Linked DNA regions of Zea mays: region 2 is linked to region 1. The links are chromatin contacts, called in public Hi-C maps. All regions are on one chromosome and are shown on one strand. The core of a region is the stretch at or near the end of the contact, and the rest is flanking DNA. Distances in the headings are between cores, read along the strand shown. Region 1 holds the start of LOC100285227. Region 2 holds the start of LOC100282121.

Region 1 (4,724 bases), core at 741-3,240:
GGGATAAAAAGGTTCTATTGGTTTTTTAACTCTAGCCTACCCCAACTTGCTTGGGATAAAAGGTATTATTGTTGCTGTTGTTGTAAGGTAAATAAGATATTATATGTATGTTTATAAAACGTCTTGATAACGCCTAGGATCGCCTAAGCTCTAGGCAGTAATCGCCTAGAAGCCACCTAGCACCTAATGTAACCATGATTTGTGATGGTATAAATATGCAAATAGTGAAATGGACTTGAGAATTTAAAGTGCAACATTACTGAAGTAGACGAAATGGATGCATAGCAGATTAGCAGTATAACACCTGCTTAGGTTTCCTGCTACCAAAGCTTGATAGCAATCGAAGTCACCAAAGAATGAAAGGACCATTAATCTAGGCAACATCTGAATGTGGGAAGATAATTAAGGTTTCATTATCTATGTTGTGGTTATCAGCTCCATATTGTAACTATTAAAAATGTGTTAACCTCCATCAATAAAGCACAGTAGATGCTCTACTAGGAGCAGTCAATTGGTCATCCAATGTAACTTCCACTATGTATTGGCTTCTATTAATTATGGTCATCTCGATCTTTTATATGGCTGAATGCCAATTCTTCAAACAGCATGCGCAGACAATGCAAGTATGGAAGTGATTCAGAGGCATCACTGCCACACCAATATGTCAATACTTGAATGTTCCCTGAGGAACATGTAAAAAAGAAGAATGGAACAGTTTCCCAAGGACAATGTTAGTTCCATAGATGCTTGAAAAGATCCAATGCAAAGACTCGCGACCTCAAGCAACACAAGATGTACCGAGTCATCCAGGCATCCATCCAAAAAATAAAAGTTTCTGATGCTTGCATTTCAATTCAATATTTTGCCACTCATAACATCAGCCTTAGTAACACAAAAATGCAGCCCATACTATCACTATAACTATGTTTGCTATTTTCCAATAGAATCATTTTCTGCTCATGCCATCCACCATCTTTGCCTCACCCAATCGTACCATGAAATCCATCTATGACATTTTATCTCCATATCCCTAACCCACTGGAACATTCAGATGGCAACTTAGTAGTTAACATAGCCGAACTAAGCTTCGGTCCATTCACAAGAAACGAGGTAACCTTCCATTTATGCGCATACATACTAATTAACCCCTTTCATTGATATGCTTACCAAAGCAAGCAACGAACAAGACTGAGCTTTTAATTCAACTCAGCCTCAAACCCTAGCACTAATCAATCCTCACTGGGTAAGCACGAGTGCATTAGAAAAAGAGAGAGAGAGAAAACTAATCAGATAGAAAAGGAACGGAAAAGGTTCTACGCATTAGACTCCCTTTCTTTCCGGGGTTTGTATTATGCAACACCTCTGACCATATTGCACTGTGTATCACTGAGAAATGCTTCTACCCATCCATGCACGTAATGATAAGTGCGGATGTAAATAAGCATACATTGAGGATGTGCGAGACGCCGATGGTCTTGAGGAGCTCCGAGCGGGAGGCGTTGTCGTAGCTGCCGAGGAAGAGGAACTCCTTGAGGATCTCGGACGGGAACGCCGAGTCTTGCTGCCTGGCCCCTACTGGTGACGCTGCAGGTGGGCGGTGACCGCAGACGCCGCACACCTCCCCCTCCTCGTACTTGTGGTAGTGCCCGCAGATCCCGCACGGGTTCTCTCGCTCACGCTTCCTCATCTCTCTCCGCCGCCTTCGATCGAATCGGGACCTCGCCCGGAGGAGTAAATGGAGGGAAGATCGACCGAGGTGGTACCTTCTCCTTTTCCTGGATAGGGAGGGGGAAAGGAGAGATTTTTTTAATGGAGTTGAGACGGATCGGATCGGCTGGGGCGAGCGTCCCCAGGTTGGGGCGAGCGCTCAAGGGGACGGCGGTGGAGTGACGACGGGAGGTGGGAAAGTGACACACGCCGTTCCGAGTTTCCGACCGCACACGCAAGAGGCGGGTCCAAGCACGCAGTCCGTAGAGAAACATGAATCGTTATTCGTTAGGGCATGTACAACCCAGATACTGCTGCACGGTACTCCAAGTACAAGATACAACTAAAACACAACATAATACAGTGGTCATGTCTAAAACATGTGTCTTACGATATTTATTGTACCAATCAGAGTATTCAATAAATTAAAGTGACCAATCAGATAGTCTCCTATCTCGAACATAGAGCTAAGACACTGTGTCTTCGTCAAGATACGTGTCTTGAGTTTTTTTACATTTACCCCTAGACACACTGTAAGACACAACTTAAAACACCCACTGTACATGCCCTTAGACGCTTACGCTGACTCCAACTGATGTCATACAAATCGAGCAGTCATTTAAGCATTTGGCTAGCGTTTCTGGTTTACCTGTTCAGCTATATGACACATGTTTTCAACAGCATAGGCAAAAAGTCAGGGGTAATATAATCCAACAAATGAAGAAGATGGTGGGGTTAATTCTCAGACACAAAAAAAGAAAATGTCTGTCAGCCACAGTACAAGCTAATATAGCTTTCCTCTCTCTTTTCATTCTTTTCGCCTGGCTCATTTGACTGCCCTGTTGGAAGGTGTTTTGTATTGCTACAGTAGCTTGTGGGCAGCTATTTTAGCTTTGCCTGTCCATTTAGCTGCTCTGTTGGAGTGAGTCTTACTCCTCATCCATGTTCGTATACATGTTCCCTTCGAATTAAATCCAGTTATTCAGACTGCTGCAGCGATAACATATAGATACAAAATACTGTACAATCAAGATTAAAACAAAATGTACATGTTATATATTTAAAATCCACTCTAAAAACAATATATAACATAATGTTTTGAATAAACCATGAATAAACTACTAGACACGGTCTTAGCAAAGACGGCTAGATTTCGGATTTCGACGGCCATGGGTCGTCGACGAGGAATTGGCGTTGGAATTCGAGCGGGGTTTCGGATTTCGACAGCCATGGGCCGTCGACGAGAAATTGGCGTTGGAATTCGAACGGATTTCGACGATCGTTCTTGCTACTAGCCGAAGCATCATGTTTGGATGTCAGTATTCAGGGCCAAAATTTGGAATCGTTCTTGCTACTAGCCGAAGCATCATGTTTGGATGTTAGTATTCAGGGCCAAAATTTGGAATTGGAAATGGCAGACCCAAATCCAACGTTTAGTTGGTCACAGAATTTGTTGTTCAGAAACTACGAGCAAGCGTTGTGACGATTCCGAGTCAAGACCCTCAGTATTCATTGGAAACCTTATGCCTCCCAAACACTAGCATTGGATTTAGGCCTCATTTCAAGTCCCATATTGTTTTGATATACTGGACACATTTCAATTCCATGGCCTTAAATATTAACATTCAAACAGATCAGATTTAAAAAATATAATTTTTTTAAATTTAAAAATAAAAAATGTTAAAAGTCTAATAAAAACTAGAGGGCTATAAAAGTTGTAAAAAAATTATTGTCCAAAAAAATATGTTTTTGTGCCAAAAACAAAAAAGGTTCTAGACTAAACTGAATGTCCATTTGCATCTCCTTCCTCACCTCCGTCAACCTGCTCATTCTCTCCATGCCGGCACTCCCTCACCCAGTCATCCTCTTTGCTCAGCTCTCACCCAGGCGAAGGCAGCGACTCTTTTCGACCTGTAGTCGAGATTCGATCAACGCAATCGGGTTTTGCGCGAGAAAACAACGGTTCTTGCTCGATCTACAGGCTCCCGACGTTGATATGTGCAGGGAGTGCAGCGAGAAGAAGCGAGATCTGATCAGTCAACCGCGTCGACGAGAAGGACGTGTTTCTCGGCGGTAAGTGCGAGGAAGGTGAAGCAGGTGCTATCAGAGCAGGTGTGTTATTTTCCCGCCAACATCGGGAACCATGTGTTTGCCGACAGTAACTAACGTCTTACATTTGGAATCCGGCTCTATTGTAATACCCAAATTGTAAGGAAAAATAAAAGGAGAAATTATTTTCTTTTATATGTGTATCTCTATTTATCATCATATGTGAAAACCTCACTTAAATAAATAAACAATTAACAAAAGACACCTAAATAACCTATGCATCATATTGGATTTATTTGTTTGTGCATTTAATACCAGCAATATTAATAAAAATATATTGTTACCCCAATTTGAATTTAACCTAAGTTACAATTTAGGAATTTGAAAAATAACATAGAAAAGGAAAAGAAAGAGAAAGAATATAGAATTTATAGAAAAAATATATAAAAGATATATCTTCAAAGTCAGTACTTTAATGGCACAATATAAACCTGAGGATAAGTTTGCCACAAGAATGGAATTTAAATTTGAAAGGGAAGTTTGAATTTGGGAAGGAAGAAAAGAAGATGGAAAATAAAAAGAAAAAGGTTTAAAGTTAAATGTGCCGGCAGTTATCCTATTCGACCCACCTCCCCTTTACTCCGCGCAACCCGACTAAACCATCGACGCCGACGCGTGGGACCCACCAGGCGGTCTCTCGCTTGTGCTCGTGCTCGACGTCTCACTGGTTCGCGGGACCGCGGGACCTGGCCACTTCCTTGCATACGCTGCCACCCTGCCAGGTGGGGCCCTTCTGCCATCCACTGCGGTTGGTTCTTCCTCAACAGCTTGCGCGAAATTGGTGGGAGATCCACGGAGTTGGATTGGGGCGTGGCATTGGGGATAAAAGCCGCCATGCGTCTACCTCGCCCTCATTCCCTCAATCGCGCACCCACATCTGCCACCACTTGCCCTCGTCGTATATCGTA
Region 2 (4,724 bases), core at 864-3,363, 280 kb after region 1:
CCCATATAAATTTTGATATAAGAGATGACAAAAAAAATCCTAAGACAGCATAAGTACTTCTGCAGGAGCATCATAAGCATTGGCCAGTGTACCTCTCCAGCTTGAACTGTGAAAATATGAGGCTTCAATCCAGTCCAGCCTGGTCCTGCCAAAACAAAAATTTCAAGAAACATTATATATTATCTAATAGAAGGACAGGCCTGGCACATTGGCGAGAAGCCTTCCAACTTAGCTAAAAGGTCTTGGGCTCGACGCAGCCTCTCTACAAAATGTAGGGGTAACGCTTGTCTCGGTTATTCCTTTTCCAGTCCCCATTCATGTGAGAGCCGCTAGCACTAGGTCTGTCCTTTCTTTATTATATATAATCTAATAATTGTAGTGTGAAGGGTAGGTATGGTGCAGTGGTGAGAGTTGTCTCACTAGGTCGTGGTTTCGAAGCAGCCTCTCCGCATTTGCACGGTCACCAGGTCATAGTTTTGAAGCGGCCTCTCCATATTTGCAGGGGAAGGCTTGTCGAATAAACCTCAAGATGGTCCCACGATATCGAACCACAATAAGCTAATAAATCACATAATGACAACTACCACAAACTAGTAACGTAACAAAGTACTCTGGAGTTCCCAGCAGGACAACCACAACCTTTCCCTAAGTGACTCAGTTCAACTTAGAGCAACGAGACAACTATCCTGAAGAATCTTCATTGTATTTAAAAAAACAAAGGAAAGGATTGAAGCTCATATATGTTCAGTTCTTGCCAAATCGGTTTTTGAATGAAAACTCTGCAAGGAGAAGGCCAAGGGCATAAAGGTCATTATCACCAAGCATTACATTCCCCGCCCACAACTCCACCCCTGATTGCCACTGCTGCCGCATGACAGCAAACCAAAAGAATTAAGAATGAACGAAAGGATAAATAAATGAATTAGTATCTCTTTCTGGTGCTCATTTTGCTCATTCCGAAGTACTACAAGTATATATACGTGTATCTGAAGCTCTGAAGAGAAATACGATCGAAGACATCAATGCAGCCTTGCACGTTTTGCTACTTCTACGCTCTAGCTGAAAAGGCAGGCAGAACATTACCAGGCGCTGCCGCCTGCGGCTGCTGCTTCTTGCTGGAGGGGCCCGACGGCCGGCCCCGCTTCTTGACATCGGGAGCACCTGACGCCGGCGCCGGCGCCGGCGAGGCCTGCCGACTCACCACGCCACCACTCTGCGGACTTGGAGAGAAGCCAGGAGGAACCGTGGGTGAGGCCTCAGAGGTAGCTGGGGCACGAGCAGTGGGTGGCTGCGATGGGGGCACGATAGCCAGCGGCACGGCGCCGTCTGCGGGGGCGTACTTGCGGGGGCGCCCGCGCTTGCGCTTGAAGGGCTCAGAGCTGGCAGGGGAATGAGCTGGCCCTGGAGCCGCCGGCACGACGACATTGCTGCCCGCGGGCTGTTGGTAGAACGCCGGCATGACCGGATTCCTGTAGACGGCGACGCCATCATGGGTGTAGAATAGAGCGCCGGGGCTGGGTTGAGGCGCCTGGTGCTGCTGCAGGGACCCCTTCTGCACGCATTCACCATACTCCGCTTCACCCGCCGCCGCCATCGCTGACATGGTTCACCTCTGCAATCACAGCTCCAGCAGAGGAACCAAGGAAAGGTCCCTCCTTTCGATCTCGTCGGAGCCAGGCACTCCAAAGATTCACCAACCTAGACAGCAAGCAAGATGCCATCAGCTCGAAAATTACAAGCCGCAGCGTCCCGGCGATGAATTCTGCGAGATTAATAAGCGTACTGAAGACAGGAGAGTATACTTACTCAAGGAACAGCAAACACCCAGGTACCAAATTCCCCTTACTATTTTGTTTGTTTTTCCTTTTCCTTCTCTTTTCTCTGACAAGATTCTGAATTTACAGTAGCACGGAACGAAGCCAACGAAATACGGTGGAGAAAACGAAAAACTCAAAATAAAACCCTAAAAATCACGCGAATAAAACAGAGAAATTAGCGACGCGCACAGGAAGCAACATCAAACTGCCCTGATTCTTGCAAATCCCTGCCTCGAATTCCCCTAATCCCTTCGCGAATTTCTCGACCGAAATACTGATAAGCGAAAAAAAAACTTCTGCAATCTACGGAGGAGAAAATGTCTAAAGGCCAGAAGTTAATACAGAGTAAGGAGAGCGATCCTTTTTCGCGAGGCCCCCGGATATACGCAAAATTTGCTGCGGTTACTATCTTTTGCCCATTTTCCTGCATTTTGTTTTCGGTAGTGAGAAATTTGCAGTAACCGAGGGGGTTACTCAAAAGCTGGTGGGAGAGATATTTATCTTTTCGTCAGCGTTCACATGAATTGACAAATTGCTATTCATTTTCTAGGAGGAAAATCCGTTTTTTCCGGGTCGTGTTCACATGATGCCGTCATGTCATTTTCCGGAAGCTACTTATTACCCTGCTTAGCTAGTAGCTGCATGTTGGGGACTTGTTCTCAAGTGCTAAGAGTTAAGAACAAGGCAACATAGAAAATGTCAATCGTTAAAGTCCTTCGTCCCCCGAAGCATTATTTCTCTTGGGATATAATGGTTTACGGACGAAGGTTATAAAGGACGATCATTATACAATGACGAAGGAGAAAATGTAAAGGATATAAAAGACAATATGAACGATTATTTATTAATATCAAGCATAAACAGAAATATTATTAGATCACAGGTGTACCTTCAATCAAGATGAGATAACAATACAAGCGTGACGCCAAAAGTGAATGTCAAGTCAGCGTGAACAGTACGGGGATACTGTTCACCTATTTATAGACACGGGACACAGCCCTTACAAAATTACATTCATGCCCTTTACATTTGATAATAACTCTATAGTAGTCTATCGAGGTCTGAATAGCCTTTTCATCTTTAAGTCGGTTCCACTCTTTGCTGTTACGCCGAAGCTTTCCTGCTCAACACCTTCGGCTCTGTATCAACCTTCGTGTTATTCCGGTCTACTGCAAATGCCGACTTTAGTCCGAGGGTACCTGTTCACACATTGTACTACAGAAATACTGTTAAATCCTGTTTTTGAGGACCTTCGGACGCCGAAGGTCCCCAACACTGCATTTGCATGATAAGGTTGTCTTCATCAACTTCTATATCACATTTTTTATCTTTTATTTTAAACTTTACTATACAAATAAATTTTGTAAACAGTATTAACTATATACACGATTTGCTAAAGATAATCTAAGAGTGGTTGTCTGATTCCAACATCAAAATCGATATGCATAGGCTATGTTAGGATGATTGGATCCATAAGCTAAATCAAACTAGCTAAAATTTAATCACTTTAAAAGTTCTAAATAAAAAGAGCTATCTCCTTCTCCACAAGTTAAAAGTGACTAAAGGGGCCCATGTCACCCCAATCCTCTAACTCGCCTTGCCGACATGATATCTCTTACTATGCCATTGATGTCACTGCTCCATGCTACCGACACGGTGTTGTAGACGCCAGTAGAGATGGCAACGAGTTTGGAACCTATGAGTATATGGGTTACAAACCCGTACCCGAAGGTTAATGTTAAACTCGTACACATACCCCCTACCCACGACAGGTATAATATCCTACCTACATTCGCTAACTGCGGGTGTCACAAACACGCGCCTATACTCGCGAGCACATGATTACACATATAGTTTACCTATATATACATATATTTATAGAGCAACGCTACTCGTCGCCTAATATGATAATCACCTACCCTGAAATGACTTACAAAGATCACGAATAACTTAAATTTGCTATGTCATTTTTGGATGGGTGATCATCACCTATGATGACGAATAACATTTCTATATATTTCTATACATATATAAATATGTAAATATATACATAACGAGCTCTGGGCTTCTAATAAGTAAAGGAAGCCCTAACCAAACCGAGCAAATCTGGTTGGGCTCAATCCAATCGAACATCTAGTCATAACGAGCGAAACCACCCCCTGAACTATTGTATAAAACCAACCGCCATACCCAACCTTCCGTGACGGCTAGTGTGGTGAGAGTATCAGGGTCTAAGGTTTCAGTGGTGGTTGCTATGCAAGGCGCAAGCGAGCGGCATGATCCGATGGCAGCGACACAAGCCCAAGCAGCCTGACAGTGGTCCGATGGCTGTGGGCTGTACAAGGACAAGGCTCGGCGCGGCGGGGTTGTGGGTTGCGGCACCATTGCGGTGAGGCATGCACGCCCGCAACACAGGCGAGCGTATAGTGACTAGTGGCGAGTGCCAAGCCAAGCCCTCGACGACTTGACGAGGAGGTGGCGGGCTGATACACAGAGGAGACGACCCGGCCCACAACGATTCGATCAGGCGATGTGACTCACGACTCGAGCGAAGAGGCAGCCAACAACGGGTTCTGGCGCGGAGGAGGCCCCGACATAACCGCTCGCTTGCCCTCTAGGCCTCCTCACGCCACTCAGCACAACCTCCTCTTTCGACCGCTGCACGAGAGGGAACCAGATCCTCTGACGTGGGGAGAGGGCACTGCCGCGTGGCCCCGCGTGTGACAGGGCCCACGTGCAGTGACCCTACTGCCCCCTGCAGTACGTCAGAGGAACCGGCCTCGTGTGCCCCGCCTAACCCTCCGATAACCCACCGCCTCTCATCGCTCTGCCACCCTGTGCCAGCATCTGCTGCTCCCCTCGTCCAATGGGTTGTCTTCTGTTTGGGTCTAACTGGTGTCGACTAGA

The links. Hi-C and Micro-C count contacts between places; a contact is called where the count stands out from the background.
Region 2: a Hi-C map of tassel shows a contact between it and region 1, with 3 times the contacts expected there. The contact joins the promoter of LOC100282121 here to the promoter of LOC100285227 in region 1. A contact is called at or near these places in 3 of 25 Hi-C or Micro-C datasets (ear, leaf and tassel).

The regions. Positions count from the first base shown.
Region 1 is chr6:131,707,746-131,712,469 of Zm-B73-REFERENCE-NAM-5.0, forward strand. It overlaps LOC100285227, which reads right to left and starts at 1,991. Exons shown (of 5, transcript NR_182191.1): 1 at 1,448-1,991.
Region 2 is chr6:131,991,441-131,996,164 of Zm-B73-REFERENCE-NAM-5.0, forward strand. LOC100282121 reads right to left here and starts at 2,114. Exons shown (of 6, transcript NM_001155034.1): 1 at 1,807-2,114; 2 at 1,084-1,698; 3 at 93-145. The coding sequence starts at 1,603.